Regions from separate parts of the Oryctolagus cuniculus genome. Here region 2 is linked to region 1. A link is a contact called in public Hi-C data. All regions are on one chromosome and are shown on one strand. The core of a region is the stretch at or near the end of the contact, and the rest is flanking DNA. Distances in the headings are between cores, read along the strand shown.

Region 1 (4,655 bases), core at 1,547-4,046:
ACATATGTTGTGGGATGTGCTTATGGGAAGGAAAAGTGGGGTTGTTTTTGGGTACTGGGAGCAGAACTCATGTCTCTGAACTTCGAGTCCTGTCTATTACATCTTGCAATAAAATATTAGTGCAAGTTGCCTCTGTTATTTAGAAGTTGATATTTCTAGCAGGTTGTGAAGACAACCTATATAGGTACTCCAAATCTGGAGAGGAAGCTTAGTTGGAAAATATTTCTAAATAAAAAATGAATTAGGACACAAAAAGCAAGCTTTCTATAAAGAGAAGAAGTCTATCTACTAGCAAACGAAAATACTTAAGAATAAACTGGAAAATGGGGCCGGAGCTGTGGCTCAATAGGCTAATCCTCCACCTGTGGCGCCGGCACACCGGGTTCTAGTCCTGGTCAGGGTGCCGGATTCTGTCCTGGTTGCCCCTCTTCCAGGCCAGCTCTCTGCTGTGGCCCAGGAGTGCAGTAGAGTGCTTGGGCCTTGCATCCGCATGGGAGACCAGGAGGAAGCACCTGGCTCCTGGCTTCGGATTAGTGCGGTGTGCCGGCCACAGCGTGCCGGCCGCAGCGGCCATTGGAGGGTGAACCAACGGAAGAGGAAGACCCTTCTCTCTGTCTCTCTCTCTCTGTCCACTCTGCCTGTCCAAAAAAAAAAAAAAATGAGAATAAACTGGAATAACAAAATTTTGTTGTCACTAATTCAGAGCCATTAATACAGAGCTAACTAATTCAGAGCCATTAATAACAAAAATGTAGGCATTAAATAAATACCTGGTTTATATTTTACTTTTGATTGAATCACTGCAAGAGCTATGATGAGGACATAGGAATAGAGTAGAGGCTACTGTGTGTTTAATTTGATACTGTCTCTTTAAGACAAAGAATGTAAAATATAGAAACCTACCATAATATTAATATTAATAATTGAGTTGCTGTTTCTTGTTGGTGAGATGACAAATTCAATTAATTCCTATGCTGTTTCTACTAAGCTCTTTATGAGTCTAAAGGGATTATTAGCACTGCAAAGTTTGAAAGATTGAATCACAATCAGAGTTTCTTGCAAGATTTTTTGAGGCTTTGAGCAGGTTTGCTTTCATGAAAATAATCATCTTATTAACCTAAGCTGTAGGAAGAACAACCTAGAAATAGAGGGAGCAAAGGGAGGAGAAATAAAAGATAGGGAGGGAAATTGTATGCCTGAATTTGTTTTTTACTTTATTTTTAATTGGCACATCGTAATTGTACACATTTAAGGAGCATGATGCAACGTTTTGATACATGTATGCCTTATGTAATGATCAAATCAAGGAACTTAGCACATCTACCACCTCTGTCATTTATCATTTCCTTGTGGTGAAACATGTAAAATCCACTCTTCTAGCTGTTTTGAAACATACTGCGCATTACTACTGACCTTCATCACCCTACTGTGCAGAACACCAGAACTTATTTCTCTGTACAGCTGTACCCTGGAGCAACCGCTCCCCAGCCTCAGCCTCTAGTAGCCACTATTTGACTCTCAACTTCTACAGGATCAGCTTTTTTAGATTCTACTTATGAGAGAGAATATGTGGTATTTATCTTTCTGTGCCTGGCTGATCTCACTTAATGTAATGTTTCCTAGGTTCATCCTTATTGTTGCAAATGACAATATTTCATCTTTTTAATGCGTTAATAGTATTCCTTTGTGTATATGTACTGTGTTGTTTTCATCTATTTGTTTATGGATGGACACTTTGGTTGATTGCATTTTTTGTGTGTGTACTTCGTTCTTATTCCTCTGGGTAGGAAGTATGTTTTTAAACATAAGTTGGGGGAAGTGTGAGTTCCATTCCAATGCCATTTTTTTTTCCAGGCTGATGCCAAAAGAGTAAATTTCTTGTTTAGGATCCATTTTGTAAGCCTGGGATAGTTGATAAACCTGAATAAGGCTGAAACCGTTTTGGAGTCCATATGTGCAAACAAATTGACTCAGTCTACTGAATGTACTGCAGTCATCATGGGTACAATACTCTCAGTCACAGTTTAATACAGTCTTCAAGCCACTGATAGGCAGAGGAAACTCTCATCTTTAGTGTAAATCTTTATTCTTTTGTTTTAGTTTTAAAAAATATTCTAGGTTTTTATTGAATGAATTGAATTGAATGATTCTTCTATTTCATAAGGAGCTATGGGGGCCAACATTTTTTCCAGTATTTTATTATATCACGTAGGAGTTGTCCTATTTTTGTTATGAAAATGCCTTCTGCAAGTCATCCTGTCACATTTCCTTCTCTCACCTTTGCAGATGTGTGTTACACCATCCGTGGGTTGGGCTGGGGTCTTTCTTGAGCCATTCTTGAATAATTCTGAGCTATTTCTTCAACTATGTCATCCCAAGAACAGGTCTAAAGTTTGCCTTTAACCTGGCTGATTGGTCACATGATGGCATTGTCACTGACCACATCTCTTTCCTGGTCTTGATAACTCCCAGACTTTACCACTAATACTGCCAATTTGCCCCTGCTCATTGGCCTAGCCTAAGACACAGGATGATGCGTGCTTTTCTGTTGGAGCCCACGAGTAGCCTGGTTTGATCTGTGTTGTCCGAGACTGGCTCCTCTGCACATTGGAGGAGGTTGGTGACTTCCTCCCCCAGTTAGAGAAGGAGGGCAGGGCCTGCGGGCAGAGAGCGACTACAGTGAACTTTCTCAAACACAAGGGAGCCCTTTCTTCATGACCCTTTCCTGTTTCTCTGCTTCCCAACGGTTCCTTTGCTCTATCTGGCCAGGATGAAAGTGGTGCCTGGGGCACTTCATAGACCTTCTAAGGGAAAAGCTGGGGGCCCTTTGAAAATCTGATTGCTCCACTCTGCCCAGTAACGTGGGTGACACAAACCTCACAGAAGCTGCTGTCTTTTCGCTTCCATCAAGTCTGGCTTTCTGCCTGGTATGGAGCAGTCACAGAGCTGGGCGGTTTGGCCTTAGGGAGAAGGGAAGTGTTCTGGGATCTGGAACCATTTCTTACAATGTCCTTATTTTGAGTCATAGGGAGGGGAATGGGAGTTAAAAATATCCATTATCTCTTATAACATAAAAATGTTACATTTGGGCAAGTCTGACTAATAATGAGAAAAGGAAACGGAAATGGAAGCAGGAAGAATGTTGACTCCCTGGGTTTTGGCAGGGCAGTTGTTAACAGGCTGGTTTACTGGGTGTGGGCTTTCTGCTGGCTTCTCTCAGGAGAGCCAAACTTTATCATTGTATTTCTATCTGGTTCCTGGAATCATTGGACGTAGAGGGACAGGTTTTTACATGCCACACGAGCTCCATGTTTTCCTCAGAAACTTGTGTAGGAGCGATGTTGGCTTCTCCTACCTATTGTTCTTTCAAGGTCCTAGAAAGAGAAACAAGAGGAACCGGAAGGGGAGGGGACCCTGGGCATGTCTTATGGGTATCAAGGAGATTGACAGGTCTTGGAATTCATAAGACCCCAGGATCATGAGTGTTGGGAGAAATGTGAACATTTGAAGTATTCAGGGAGTCAGAGAAATCTATGACACCATGTGAACAATAATTAAGAAATAGAGAATTGAGGCAAAAACTACTCAGACAATCCCTGGAAGTCTTGTTCAACAGAAGGATTACTGAGAATGCCCACTCATCACACTTTCTAACTGACCTTGGGCTGGATCCACCACCAGTGAGCCAGAAAAAGAAATAACCTTGGGTGTGGGGCATAAGGAAAGTTGTCTCTTTGGTTTCAGCCTGGCTTGAGTGATGCCGATGGCCAAGAAGACAGGAGAGTCCTGGAGGGAGGAAGAGTGCAGGGCAGATGGAGTGGCAAGGAAATGTTTCTGGCACAGAGCACCTGGCATCCTGCTCTCGCTGAGACTGACCGGCCCAAGAGGATCCTTACTACTGTGCAATTGCTGCCTCCAGAGTCACCGAGACAGGAGAAGCGTGGGCCGGAAGGAGATGCGAGATGAAGCTGGTTGTTGTTGAAGAGGAAGCTAGAATCATTCTTTGCCCCAGTTTCAAACAGGGGGCTTTGCCAGCTCCCGGCTAAGGTTGAAACAGCTCCTATCCCCACAAGGGGCCAGCTCTTCTGGTCTCATCTTCAGAGAATGCACCAGTCCCAGCCTTCTGGTTTGTCCCTGGTTATCTGGGAGTTGAAGGCTGCCATGTTAGAATGGTTCTTTTTAAGGGAGGTGAGTGAGAGAATTCAAAAGTATGGAGAGGAGTCAAGAGAGAACTGGGAAATAAACATAGATTTGAAAAAAAGAAGAGATTTCAGTGGAATTTCTCTCAAAATGAAGGAAAGAATTGTGACACTTACTGTTTGAGGGTATTGGTTTATCTGTGATTCACGTAGTCAAGGAAGAATAAATTTCTTCCTAAGCCGTTATTCTTCATGTGAAAGATTTTCTTTTTCTTTTGGACAAGATCCCAGGTGTGAGGGTGAACAGCTCCTTGGGCAATGACATAAATAGCATCCTTAAGGCCAACTTCCCATTGGTGTTTGAGAATGAGCTGGGGAGAGAGGGTCTTAGAAGTAAACCAGACATGCAGAGGTGGGTGGAATGAGATGTGAGTGAGTGAGGAGCAGAGTAGCTATGCGTTAGGGTACATGCCCTCTTTGATTTGCCCATTTCTTACCTTGCTTTTAATTCCAAGA
Region 2 (4,655 bases), core at 634-3,133, 1.3 Mb after region 1:
AATGCCAGTATGCCCTGGGCATATTAGATTAGTAAGATTTTACCAGGAAGATAAAAATCTTGGATTTAAAAAAATTTTTTTTATTTTTAAAATTTGTTAGGAATGTTTAAACTCTAGTGAAGAGAAAATCTGACAGAACAACACATCTGTACATTTATCACCTGTTCTTACCTGACTGGTTCCAAAATAATAGTTTACACTCACTAGCACTTCCTCTTCCAACTTCCGTCTAACCATCATGATATTCTGTGTGTTTCTATTAAAAACATATGCAGTTATGCCTGCCTTTAAAAGCAAGGCTTTCCCTTGGGTTTTATAATTCTGATTTTCTTGATCATGTGTATGGAGACCCTCTATGGATGCACGTTAAGTAGATGAGAATGTTGCTTCTTTCCAAATAATTGTTAGAGGCAGTCATGTCTAAGGACTGGGGAAAGGAGGACTGTTGCATCTGCCTGAGAAACCAGCTCCCCATTTCATCAGGAAAAAGGAAAGTGCTCAGTGGAACAGTCATGAAGTGCCCACTTGGCCTCACAAGATACCTGCCTGGTTCGGGTATTTCAGTTCTGGGAAGGGTGGAGACAGGGAGAAAATGAAGTCCACACTAGAAGGCAGTAGGAAGAAATGAGGGCCGTGTCTCTTCCTCTCAGTTATCTGAGGCTGAGGCACCAGTCCACGTCAAGGAAGAAAATTCTTGTGTTAATTCACCTACAAGCGACGTCTGGGGTGGGAATAATTGCAGGTTGGAAGCACTCAAAATTCAGTTCCCCATTGCCTAGGAGTTTCTAAGCTCATGTCTCACCTGAAGGGCTCAGTTTCTCCCTGAAGTGTCCACACAATACCCCCACCAGAGTTCACTGTCAGTTTTATTTTGAATCCTCGAAGGACAGCTTTTCTATCAGAAATCCAATACAAAAATCACCTTTAATTAAAAACGCCTTTCTGCAGGGTGGGGCCCACGCAGGATCTCAGACACAGGAAGTGTGAAATTTAATGCTTTGTTGCCCAGGAGAAGACAGAGGGTTCTTATCACCTTATTTAAAGCGGGGTGCGCTAATACGTGACGCGGTGCGTTAATGGCCTAAATGAAGGCCCAGGTATGAATTTTACATAAAACGGATTAATAGTATATGTCATAGTGGAATTTTAAATACTCCGTGTCCATGCATTTTTAATCTCTACGTGCTCTACTTTCCTGTGCAAGGCAACCGCTTTTCTTTAGCTCACTTTTGCATCTTGATGAGGAAAAGAAAAAAGAATCTCACCACGTTTGGGTCGTATTTAAAGATCCCTTTACGAAAAACTTGCATTCGATTCGGCACGCCTTTCCTTTTTCCTTCGCTAAGCTTTAGCATTTTTTTTTTAAGAATACAAGAAGGCTACACATTTCCATCCCATCCTTGTGGTTTCTGCAATTGTGAAAAGGCGAACCATGCAATAGGGGGTGAAATACCGAAGAGAACGAACGCGGGTCTTTCTCAAGGTACTGACAGGCCGGGGACCCAGCGGCGGCCGGCGCAGGGTCCCCGCGAGCAGCGCTACTGGGGGTGTCCGGGTGTCCCCGCGCTCCCCCGGCGGCCGAGGCCGGCGCGGAGCGAATTCCAGCCACACATTCCCGCAGTTCTTCGCAGGAACTTCGCTCTCTCCCCCCGCCCTCGCAGAGCACACCCCAGCCCGGCCCGACGCCCATCCAAGCGCTTCCCTCCGCGCCCCGACCCCACAGCGTTGACGGCATGGAGGGCCCTTCCCATTGGCCGGAGCGTCACTCCCCGAGGTGGCACTGCCCGCCTGATTGGCGGGCCACTCCCGGCCCCCCGCCCACCCCGGGGTGCCCCGCTCCCCGCCTCCCAGCACCGCCCGCGTCCCCGCCCGCGCGCCAGCCCGGCTCGGCTCGGCTCGGCTCGCGCTGCGCCCAGGCCGGCGCGCTGGGCCCGCCCCCGGGCGCGCGGCGCTATAAAGACAGCTGCGCGGCGGGCTGGGCCGGAGCGTAGTGCAGGAGGCGCGGCCGGCGGTCGGCTCCGGGAGTCGGCTCCGGGAGTGGGGCGGCGGAGACCCCCCCCACCCCAGACCCCCAGCACTGGCTTAGCGGGAGCTCGGAGGGGAGTGACCAGGGCACTTTCTTCCGCTGCTTTTGATTTTTCTTGCCTTTCGCTTTGGGCCGAGGGTTGCCCACTGAGCAGAGATCCCCCGGAGCGACCCTCCCCGTCAATTGTTGGAGCGCCGGGCGCGCTGCGGGTGCCCGAGCGCACCGGGAGCCGAGGCAAGGCGGGCCCGGAACCTGCCTGCGCGCCTCTCCTCACCTCAGCGGGTCCGCCTGCGGAAGGCGCGGGGCGCAGGGCGCGCGCGATGAAGGCGGTGAGCCCCGTGCGCCCCTCGGGCCGCAAGGCGCCGTCGGGCTGCGGCGGCGGGGAGCTGGCGCTGCGCTGCCTGGCCGAGCACGGCCACAGCCTGGGCGGCTCGGCGGCCGCGGCGGCGGCGGCGGCCGCGGCGCGCTGCAAGGCGGCTGAGGCGGCGGCCGACGAGCCGGCGCTGTGCCTGCAGTGCGATATGAACGACTGCTACAGCCGGCTGCGGAGGCTCGTGCCCACCATCCCGCCCAACAAGAAAGTCAGCAAAGTGGAGATCCTGCAGCACGTTATCGACTACATCCTGGACCTGCAGCTGGCGCTGGAGACGCACCCGGCTCTGCTGAGGCAGCCGCCGCCGCCGCCGCCGCCGCCGCCCGCGCCACCGCTCCACCCGGCCGGAACCTGTCCGGCCGCGCCGCCGCGGACCCCGCTCACGGCGCTCAACACGGACCCGGTGAGGGGGCCGGGAGGGCGGCGGCGGGACGCGGGGGGCTCCCCGCTCCTCGCGGTGGGGTGGGGTGGGGGGTCCGCGAGAATGACAGCCCCCTCCCTTCGGGCTCTCGGGCCACCAGCCACAGGCGGGGCTCGGCGAGCTCGGGACCCGCGCGGAGCGCATCGCGGGCTGTCAAGTGCACAGCCGGCTCGGGGAGGGCTCCCCGGGGCTGCAGACTTGGCTGCGCGCGCCAGGCTGGCCGCGGGGGACGCAGCCCGGACCGTGCGGGCTCGCGGCTGGCGCCGGCTAACCTTTGCCTTGGTGTTGCGTGTTGCCGTTGCAGGCCGGCGCGGTGAACAAGCAGGGCGACAGCATTCTGTGCCGCTGAGCCGCTCTGTGCAGGTGAGCGCGCCTTGTCCGTCCCGAGTGGCCGGTGGCCGGAGACGCCCGGCCCTGGGGGCTCCTTGGTCTGAGGGGAAGCGGGCCCCCTCTGTTCCCGCCACCCAGCTAGCGAGTGCACCCGCACTTCTCCTCGGGGTGTGCGTGTAGCTGGGGAGCTGTCCCTGTCCGTGCAGACGCGGCCGGCGGGCTCCTCACGTCAGCCCTGCGCCCGCAGCCGGGCCACCCTCGTGGGCGTGGACAGCGCCCCGAGGTCCCGCGCGCGCAGGCTGACGGCCACAGGGGGCTGGCGGCGGGGCGCGGGCGGCCGCAGCTGCGGGTGTTGTCCGACCCGCTGGTTTGTTTGGGGTTGTTGATCAAGCATGTCTTGAGTTTGGTCGGCGGCGCCAGGCAGTCTGCAGCGGGAAGGTTCACACACCCCCTCTATTCATTCCTCTTCCACAGGTGTGCGGCCGCCTGCGCCCGAGCCAGGCGCCTGCCCAGGGAGGGGGAAGAGCAGAAGTTGGTGGAAAAGCCGCCGAGGGAAGAACACCTCAGCCAGTCTAGAAAACGCTTTCATTCGTCATTCCAAGAGAGAGGGCGAGGGAGGAACAATTAAAACTCTCATCCTTTTTATTTTATTTTTTTTTGCACGTTCATAAACATTCTGCATAGGTATTCTCTTTCGTCTCTTCATTTATAACCGCTGTGAATTGTACATTTCTGTGTGTTTTGGAGGTGCAGTTAAACTTTTAAGTGCGACAGGACTGATAAAATAGAAGATACGAGTAAATCCGACTTTAGAAGCCTACTTTGTGACCAAGGAGCTCAGTTTTTGTTTTGAAGCTTTACTAATATACCAGAGCATTGTAGATAATTTTTTTTACATCTATTGTTTAAAATAGATGATTATAACGGGCAGGGAACTTTCTTTTCTCTGCAAGAATGTTACATATTGTATAGATAACTGAGTGACATTTCATACCATGTATATATAGAGATGTTCTATGAGTGTGAGAAAGTATATGCTTTAATAGACTACTGTAATTATAAGATATTTTTAATTAAATATTTTTTGTAAATATTATGTTGTGTGTTTTTTTTTAAACCTATGGGAATATTTCTTTTGGAAAATTATTTTTCAGCTCAGTTGCAGAGCTCTTGATATTTTGAATGTCTTTTTTTTTTTTTTTTTTTTTTGGTTTGGCCTGGCTTTTAATTTGTTTTTGTTTTGCCCCGTATGGTAGATTCGGAAATAACAGTTATAGATTGAGGTCTTGCATGACTGCATGAGATGTTTAATCACAAAATAAACTCGTTCTGAGTCCATTCCAATGTGTTTTCTTTCACCTAGATTGAAGTCTTTGTATTTGAAGCATACGTGTTGAAAATATACATTATCAGGTGTTTTTTTTAAATACAGGGTTTTATAGTGTAAAAATATAAAAGTATGTGTTTGTGTTTTTTAACTGAGGTCAAAATGGATTCTGGGTGGT

What was found. Hi-C and Micro-C count contacts between places; a contact is called where the count stands out from the background.
Region 2: a contact with region 1 is called in a Hi-C map of skin fibroblasts, with 5 times the contacts expected there. The contact joins the promoter of ID4 here to the enhancer-like site in region 1. A contact is called at or near these places in 2 of 6 Hi-C or Micro-C datasets (skin fibroblasts and an unstated tissue).

What each region holds. Positions count from the first base shown.
Region 1 is chr5:145,815,360-145,820,014 of mOryCun1.1, forward strand. All of the region lies in intron 5 of LOC108178872 (a long non-coding RNA gene), which reads left to right. Among named protein-coding and RNA genes, the nearest start is that of RNF144B, 360 kb to the left of the region's middle. Within about 2 kb of position 2,797, at least 1 of the 8 cell types and tissues checked has an H3K27ac peak or open chromatin away from gene starts, as enhancers often do.
Region 2 is chr5:147,102,590-147,107,244 of mOryCun1.1, forward strand. ID4 (inhibitor of DNA binding 4) reads left to right here and starts at 1,884. Exons shown (of 3, transcript XM_051832583.2): 1 at 1,884-2,802; 2 at 3,125-3,183; 3 at 3,625-4,655. The coding sequence starts at 2,347. The coding sequence ends at 3,169.